2 separate regions of the Anser cygnoides genome follow, and region 1 is linked to region 2. The links are chromatin contacts, called in public Hi-C maps. All regions are on one chromosome and are shown on one strand. The core of a region is the stretch at or near the end of the contact, and the rest is flanking DNA. Distances in the headings are between cores, read along the strand shown. Region 1 overlaps PDXK (pyridoxal kinase). Region 2 overlaps LOC136786604 (a long non-coding RNA gene).

The links. A called contact is a pair of places that touch in the nucleus more often than the background predicts.
Region 1: a Hi-C map of liver shows a contact between it and region 2, with 9 times the contacts expected there. The contact joins two enhancer-like sites. A contact is called at or near these places in 2 of 7 Hi-C or Micro-C datasets (both in liver).

What each region holds. Positions count from the first base shown.
Region 1 is chr1:118,295,804-118,300,486 of Taihu_goose_T2T_genome, reverse strand. It overlaps PDXK (pyridoxal kinase), which reads right to left. Exons shown (of 11, transcript XM_066979637.1): 2 at 3,431-3,485. It also overlaps the pseudogene LOC136786600. Among named protein-coding and RNA genes, the nearest start is that of PDXK, 22 kb to the right of the region's middle. Within about 2 kb of position 2,251, at least 1 of the 3 cell types and tissues checked has open chromatin away from gene starts, as enhancers often do. A contact at or near this core is called in liver, where this site is marked.
Region 2 is chr1:118,146,736-118,151,155 of Taihu_goose_T2T_genome, reverse strand. The region is part of intron 1 of LOC136786604 (a long non-coding RNA gene); the gene reads right to left. Among named protein-coding and RNA genes, the nearest start is that of SIK1, 17 kb to the right of the region's middle. Within about 2 kb of position 2,190, at least 1 of the 3 cell types and tissues checked has open chromatin away from gene starts, as enhancers often do. A contact at or near this core is called in liver, where this site is marked.

The DNA of each region.
Region 1 (4,683 bases), core at 1,002-3,501, 150 kb before region 2:
ATCTGGTTTCAGCTGTGCCACAAAATTCACATGCAAACTCTGCAGATAACCTGGTCTAAAAACATTACTTAAATCTTCAGCTATCAGGAGGGCTTCAACAGAACCAGAAACAGAGTACGTAATTCCCCCCTGGACAGAACTAGAGGATTATTTACAGCTGGTCAATGTGGGAGGAAAATATTACCACTGTTAGGCAAAAGTGGGGCTTTTTTTCTTTTTGTCCCACACATCACAGGCGTGAATGAGTGCATATGGGTGGCAGACTGTGAAGAATCACATCAACAAGATATAATTATAATTTCTCATGTATCAGACCTACCAATCAATCCAACCACGCACTACACACCCACTAAGTGGAAGACAAAAATGTTTTGCTTTAAAAAAAAAAGGGGGGTGGGAACAGGCTATTTGTTCTGGAACAACTTAAAGGTAAGATTTAGATGGCTAAGTAAGCACATAATATGCTTATTATTAACAAAAATACAAATCACTTAAGAATTAAAGATGCACCCCCCAAAAATAAACAATGATGGAGTCAAAAAAAGACAACCTAGATTTTTATTTTTGCACATTAGGCAATGAGATGCTTTTGCAAACAAAACAGTAATAGAATAAAAAGCCCAAAATCTCTGTAGGTTGCATGACAGCTTTTTTTTTTTTTATTTGTACAAGAAGCACGATGCCATTCAAGGGTGAGTCACTCTAATCATAGCGTAAAAGTTCCTCACCAAGCAATATGACAAACTGTTCTCCCAGGGGAGCTGACTTAAAACACATTTTCCGAATTTCAGGATTATCAGAGACTAAAGAAGGCTGAATTTTCTGAGCAGAAGTCAGCAGAAATAGCCCTGAGGTATCTTAATCATTTAAAAACAGGGCAAAAAAAGAGCTATAATGATTCACTGAAGAAGGCCTGTTAGTCATGAATTCTCCCTGTGTTTTATCTTTCGCTGACATGACCAAGTTTAAAGATGGAGATGAGGAAAGAAAGAAGGCCATGTCCAAACACCACGTCACACACTTTGCTACCTTTGCCCCCTCTGGCATGTTGCACTCTTTTAGAAACCAGCGTTCCCAGCTAGACTTTGAAGCACAAGTTTACTCTTCAGCTTTAATCATGACCACAGCAAAGTTTCTCATAAGATGTTGTTCTCCTAAGTAAATCACCAGTTTTCTTCCCAGCTTATCCAGCACATGATCCCTGTGTGTTGTGGCACTGCTCCAGACGCAAGTCACAGCCCAACACAGCACATCCTGTTCACTAGTCCCAGCAGTAGCACAGGCTGCACGTACATTGACTTGTGTGCAGGCATGCATAAATAAATGTTCAGGCTGGACAAAAGTCTCCGTGAGGACAGCACTGGATGTTCCTCTAGCACAGGGAACGTGCAAAGCCCTTTGGCTTTGCAAAACTGGGCTTAGAATCTACGACTTCAGAAAGGGTGGAAAAGATTTCATGGAAAAACGAGTGCTAGAAAACTAGACATGTCATAAAAGAGAATACATCCCCTTCCTTTCTTTTCCATTCCTTCTTTTTTCATCCAAATAACCAAATCTTCTAAATAGAACCTCCTTTTATTTACTCTTGACAAGTGCCAAGGACTTACTGTATTTTGATTTTCTTCTGAAAACTTTGTTTCCCAAAGTCAAGAGATTGTGCACCAGTCTTTGTTGTTTTGCTTTTTTTTTTTTACCACATTTACTAAGACAATCAAGACTAAAGAAAAAAAAACCAAACTGATAACATAACTCCTAAATTCCAGAAGACAAATTAAAAGTTCCAAATATTTTAAAGGCTTGTGATCTCAGAGACATTTTTAGTTTTTGGAGGTTCATTTAGGCCTTCTAAATAAATAAATAAATAAATAAATAAATAAATTGCTAATTTATTGTTCCTTCTACAATCTTCATTGTCTGGTCATCCTACTGGTAATGTAATTTACCTACCTTTAGACACATTCAGTTTTTGGTCCAATATAAGCTCTTTTAATGCCCTATGAAGTTGTTTTATTCTTAAAACTGAAAGCCAACAAATGACAGGTGCTAATCCATTTTCAGTTTTTAGTTATTACTTCAGGTGAAAAAAATGCTTAATTCCTGGACGATTACAACAGTTTTACCCAGCTATCAAAAATGAAACAAAAGAAAACAAAATAACAAAATCTCAAACTCCAAAACTAAATACATTAATGAAATAGGTTGATCAAAAGATCTCTCAAAGCATGATCAAACCTTTGTACTGTGCCAAAGGTTGCAAGCAGAATAAATAGCTTTTTGCCTGAGCCAGGAAGAACCCCCAAGTCTTTGTTTAATTATTACTTCTTTCATGCCTTTCCTCAACAAGAAGAGATGGCTTTCTACCTACCTTTGAAGTATTTGTTTCCTTTTTCCAGGGTGAAACCCTGCTGATATGAAATTCCTTCCATGATAGGAACATCTTACAAGCTTTTGAAAGCTGCCTGGAAATGAACATGCTAAGAGAGAACAGAGGCTTCCCGATCTGCTCTCTGTTCCTCTCTGTTCCAAAATTTAGCAGCTGATTAATACAGTTGTACCTCTAAGAGACTAGGATATTATGTAAGTATTTGTCTTTTTTTTTTTTTTGTCAGAAACCACTTTGCTCTTTTCTAAGTCACTGAAGTCAAGATTTGTTCCTTGATTTTACCTAGAGTACATCTCCCCTCAAACAATCTGCCACCACCATTAAAGTAGATGTGCCTTCATTGATTCAAAAATAGCAAGGCACTTGGAGCTCCTTTACAGGCGAAAAGTTTTTTTAAATAAAGAAATTTCATCTTTCTTTTGAAAAATAAAGTTTTCTAGCACTATGCATATTAAAGAGTCATATTAAAGTATGAAGAAACATATTAAAGTATGATGCAAGTACATCATATTTTGTTCATGTTCAGGCTTAGGACTCAAGTAAAAATACACCCAAATGTATTAACACCTCATCCCTCCCTCCAAAATGTGATTTAAGGATAATTGCTCACCTTCTGGATGGGCACGAAGAGTGGGAATGTTTTGTTTAGCTCAGTATTATTCTGATGTTTGTGGTTGGTAATGTGATTATGAGCATCATAGGGCCATACAGTACAGAATGCAGTACTGAAGACTTCCCTGTTCACAGAACTGGCTGTGTAGCTGGCCGTAGTTATGTTATCTCACTGTCTGAGCTAATTATATTACTGCCTAATAAAAGAAACTCACACTCTGAAGTAGCAGAACAGGCCATTACCATGTCATATCATGCTCTAATCCCAAATCCACAGACTTCTGAGAGACTTGAAAATTACATTTATGTTTGATATCCTGAAAATGGGAGTGAAAGAGAACTCCTTTCCACTGTCATGTGATAAGCTGAGCCACACGTTGAGTACAGCTGAGTGATGGTGCGGTGGTGTCTTTAAGGTACATGTAAATATTTTACCTGTATGGTTTGAAAACTGGACTGAGTTCACAGTGTCAACTTCAAATCCCAAAACCTGTAATAAAACACAGCAATATTTCTTTTACTAATACAGCTTTGTCAATATGTTACTGGAATCACAAAACATAAGACAGCATTCTTATTTCTCACAGCACATTTAAAAATTTTTAGTGCTGTTTCACAGTGAAAGCTGAGTCAACATACATGCAACGTAAACAAACAATGCAGTACTTTAGCACAGAATGGAAAAAGTGACATTGGCAACAACACCAGAAAAACAGAGCCCTGAATCCTCAGGCAAGAGTTCATCTGGGGACAAGGATGGAGAGGTTGTCCCAGCAGCAATGACAGAAGCCATGAAGAAAGCCTTGGCTAGTTTTTCTTGGCAAGAAAAGCAGTCTGAATTTCAAGGTAATAAATGAATGCAAAATATGGAGGGAGGATGCTGCTCATATTTCAGAAAGCCAATCTTTCTAAAAAAAGGACAGAAGAATCCTTAAATGGGATCAATGTGATGAGCAATACTTGGATTTCACAAGTAGGTTCTTTACAGCTCAGTGCTAAGAGAATAGAAAGAAATCAGAGAGAATTAATTTGGGGAAAATTAGGCAATCAAAGGGAAAGACCTTCTAAAAGGACAAACTAAAAAAAAAATAAATCCTAAAGCATGCTCCAAACCCATCTGCTACCTTGCATTACCAGCAATCCAAATACTGAAAGAAATAATTTGCTAGTGCAATCAACAAACACATTCCTGCTGCCCAAAAAGAGATAAATATTTTGAAAATAAGAACACCAAGTCAGGAGAAAACTAACGAGGATTATTAGCCTGATAATACCTGTTCAATAGAATTAGGGATTACTGTTCAAGCCATTTTTAGACATTTTTGTCTACAACCAGAGAAATTCTAATGCAACAGTGACATAACAGTCTGACATTTAATATTTGCTTTCACATCCTACTTGCTCTGAGTAAGAATTCTCCTCAAAAGAAGAGCTGCTATATATGGCACAGTGAGTCATACCAGGAGATAACAGTAACGATGCATCACTGTTCATGATCCATTTTCAGGCAATTTGCTGAGGAGGGGGGAATGAATAAATGAGGCTTTTACCAGTCACGTTTTTCCCTGAGAAGCACATCTCTCTCTCTTTTCATCACGAAGGCGACCCCTTCACATGCATTAAAAACCTCTGTGTGTATTGTACCAGACATGAGATTTCCTCAGTGCTTGTACCTTCTCCCTCACATA
Region 2 (4,420 bases), core at 941-3,440:
CTGCCAATACAGATTTTCACTTATGTAGATAATTAACGTTTTCAGGACACTTTGTTTTTTTACACAAAATCTCTCTAGTGTTAATGACAGCTCCAATTTTAAAGCACAGTACCTCCTCCTGCGTGCCTCAATCAAAACGGCTGCCCTGAGTCACATGCGTGCCCTGGGACAGGGGTGCCGACACATGGGCCCGTCCAGGAAAAGCCCTTCCAGAACGGCTCCAGGAACCACTTTTAAAAATCAAAAGAGCCTAAACCGGCTCCGGTGGTCTGTGTGGGTTCAGCGAATGACCCAGATGGAAGAGATGCCTACCACATTGACAACCCTTCTTAAATGATCTGTGCTTCTTAGCTTTTAATGGACCACGAGTGGTTCACGACTACCCTAGGTTTCTCTTCATCATGTTTCTCTAAACATGACGAAGGTTCATCAGATAGCTGAAATGCATTACAGGAAGGGGCTCAGACGTCGCCGTGATAAGCAAACATGAGAGCCTGCTCGGAACACAATAGAGGCTTCAGTTTGTTCCTAAATTATTCATCTTCCCCCAGGAGCGGCATTTCAGCACTGCCTTGGGCGCTGAGGGAGCACGGCCTGTTCCCAGGAGGGCGGCCATCCCCTCCCTGCAGCACCTCCGGGTGGGATCGCAGCCCAGCTCGGCCCGGCCCCTGTGGCACAAGGCATCGCTGCCCAGCCGTGCTAGGGGAGTCCCCTCTCCACCGAGATAGTCAGAGATCCTTCAGCCAGCAGAGCAGGAGACAGAAAAGCTGGGCTGGTTTGCTAGCATAGAGCGGCAAGAGAGGAAAGGGGTTGAGAAATGAACAACTGCAATTACACTGGGGCATTTTTGTCAGAGATACTCATACCCATAACTGCTGTCTGTCACTGAACTGAACTGTATTTCCCCTTTGCTCACTGGGTCATGTTAAATATGCCCGGTCTGTGTCACCCTCTTGACAGACAGCATCGGAGAAGTTTTGGAGCACGTGGGGTGCCCAAGAGGCTGCAGGTAGTTGGAGCCCCACTGCGTGGGGATGCCCTGCGATGGGTCCTGGTGCTCAGCTTGGCCATGAAGGGGCTCTGGCTGCAAAGAAGGGCGTTACCAGACAAAGTAACTTGGGGAACCACCACAAAACCCAACAGGGAATAAATCGAGCCTCATGACATAGCTCTCCCATCACGAGACACCGTGACAGCAGCAAGGGAGAAATGGTAAGAGGAAGAAATACATGCATCCCCAACAACAGGACCCAGGAGAACAGGGCAGGAGGAAAGACACAGGGGGGGCAATGGGGCTCCACTTCATGCTGCTCCACTTCTCTTTCTTCTGTCGTGTGGCAATGCCGTTAATTAGGAAACGTGAATCTATGGCACTTTCCCACTGCCCCCTCCCCGGGGAGCTGTTGCAGCTCCCTGCAAGACCTCGTCTTTCTCAACAGATTTCCCTCCAGCCCCACACTTGCTAGTGCCGAGGGCTGTGGCAATCAAGCGATCGAGCACTCTCCCTGCCGGTGTTTTCTTCCCCGGGCTCGCGCTGACCCCCGGGGTTATCTGACAAGACTTCTGTCAGACGTCAGCCGGAGCAGGACTTGGCACGGAGACAGCGCCGCAATACAGGAAGGCGTTGCACTTGTGCTGCCGAAGGTGGAGAGCACAGCCCTGGCACCGATGGTGCTTCAAACCACCCGTGGCTGCGGTGCCTGATGGCACAAAGAGTTGCGGCTGCAGAGCTGCCAGTAGCAGCCGGGTGCCTGCTTCACCTCGCCTCATCTGCAGGGTGCGGGATGCTCTCTGGAGGAGCAGCTTCCCTCTGGTTTAACAGCCTCAAGGGACGGGCTGATTCACCCTGCTCTTGCAGCACGCGGTGCAGCAGGGAGGTTATTGGGCTGGGAGAGCCCTGCCGTGGGCTCGGCTCCCCGCTGCCCTGGCGGCTCGCTGTGCTGGTGTTGCAGCGAGGTGCTGAGTCACCGGCGTGGGCTCTGAACTCTGCCCCTGGATGTGGCGGGCAATGGCCAAATGTCACGCAGGAGCTTCGTGGAGCAGAGAGAGGGGTCATCCTCCCCGGATGCTCGCCCTGCATGAGTGCAGGGCTGGCTAGCTGCCTGGCACAGGGCATGCTTGACCGCGAGGCCCCAGCCCTGCACTCGAGAGGTGCGTGCAGACCACCCCAGGCAGATGGGGTGCTAGCTGGGGGGGTGGGGGACAGTCCCGATAAGGGAAGCCATAACCAGGAGCACTGGCTTCCACAGCAAGCTGCACAAAGCGAGCGCTCCCATCCCTGTGGATCCCACTGCTCTGTGGGCAGGTAGAGCTGCCACCTTGCCTGGTACCACGTCCGGGACCCCCTGGAGCAGTGGCTGCAGCCCCCAACCCCATGGGCCCACGGGACCCTCCTGGCCTGGCTGCTGGAAAATGAAATTTCAGTTCTGCTGGAAGCCTTCCAATTTCAACATTTATTTTTCTTCCTTGAAAGAAGGCAAAGGGGGAAGCGAGCAGGGGCAGGGGGGTTGGGGTGGGTTAGTTGCAGCGGCATGCAGCGGTCTCACCAATGAATCCTGACACTTTGTTTTTGTTCAGGCTTCTCAGAAATGCTTATTTGGGAACGGGGCAAATATTTCAAATGTCATATTTGGATGGAAAATGCCTTATCTAGTAATAATAGCTAACCTTCCTCCAGCCTGAGACGCCTGAAAAAAATCTCACTTGGCTCGGCTCCATGCAGCTGACGGCCGACCCCCTTCCAGCCCCATGGCCACAGGGGGCACGGGCTGGCCCCTCTGCGCCTGGGGTCCCTGCAGGTTGCCAAGAGGTTGCACTTGGAAAGGGGGCTTGTCCCCGCTGCTGGGAGGGCTAAAGGACATGCTGCAACTATCCTGCATGCTTTGGAAGCCCGGGTTTGAAAGCAGCAGTCCAGCTCTGCTTGATTAAACACTCACTGTGTTCCCAGGACTGGGCTGCTGCTCCTCAGATAACTGGGAGTAAATCACAGGCAATTAGCGATTTGTCTGAGGTGCTCCTTGACTCAGAGCCCTGTAGCGAAGTCCTACATTACTCATTAGACCACACATCCTCCTTCCTCTCCGGGTGGCATCCGAGCAGCCTCGTCAGGGTGGAGGGAGCACAGCAATGTCACTTCACGTTTATCTAGGAAAAAGTTTCCCACACTCCTTCGTGGCTCTTTTTGTTTTGATTCAGAGATTTTGTTTTTCTGAAGAGTTAAAATAAATCTCGAAATGCAGCAGCAGCACTTCTTTGAGCGCAGTGTTTGTTGCTAGATAATCCTTTGAGGGAAACATTAAAAAGTAGTGCAGCATATTTGTCACCAGTCCAGAGCTGGCTGAACAAGGCTGATCCAGTATTTAAAATGTGGTGTGACATTTATGCATGGCATAAAGCACTTGTGGTCACTCGGAGCTTGTGACCACTGCTTCTCTTCTTTCTGGACATGAACTCCTCCTCATGGCCTTTCTCTCCGACCCTTCAAGCTGTTATGGCAGTGGTAAAACTCAACTTTTGTTCTGCTCGCTCTGTGCTGCTCCAAAAGTGTGGGCTGACGGGACACCTCCCGACCCACTCTTCCTGCTGCTACCTGACCGCATCCGCTGGCCACATCAGCAGAACCTGACAAGCACTGAATCATGTCCCGGTCAGTGCCCAGCCCAGAATTTGGGAATCTGGGAAGAAAGGTTTATCCTTTCATGCTTTCTTTCTCTTTAAAGTCACTTTAAAGCAAATGCGTCTGTCTTTAAAAATGTGGTATTTTTGCAAAGCTTTTAAGATTGTTTTTATCTTTCCCTTTTTTCCCTTTTCTATTCAGTACCATCAAAAGTGACTGGAGTGACATTAATGGAAGTTAAACAGGGTCTTGACCTTCTCCAGAAGGTCTGAACCAGCACTTAGAGCCTCCACCTCACTGCACATTAGTGTGGTTTGAAAATGCCTCCTGTGCGATGGTCGGGATGCTCCCATCTACAGGGCTGTTTCCAAGAGAGCCCAGAAAATAGAACTCACTTTGCAGGAGGTGATTGGATATTTGTAGGTAAATGCATCCCTTTCCCCCACACCAGCTATTTTAAAGTGATCTAGTAAGCACCCAGAGAATTTCTTCTGCCTCACACAAGCCATGGGCTCTTAAACACTGACCTTGCTTTTACTTGGTACCTGCTTATTTGAGAATATTTTGACCTGCTCTTCCAGCAGCATGGGGTGGGATCATGAAATGATTTAATTAAGCCTGCAGTGGGCTCAGTGTATACCGAGTTAGCACTTTGTTTTGGGGTGCTACAGATCATTCAGACTGAGAAAGCCATACTGGTGAGTTCCACTTGGAGATGTCGCCTTTAAATCTCCACTGTATATCCATGCAGAGTGGTCTTATAGCCAAATGGTGTCCCAAAAGCTGATAGAGCAACTTCCTTGG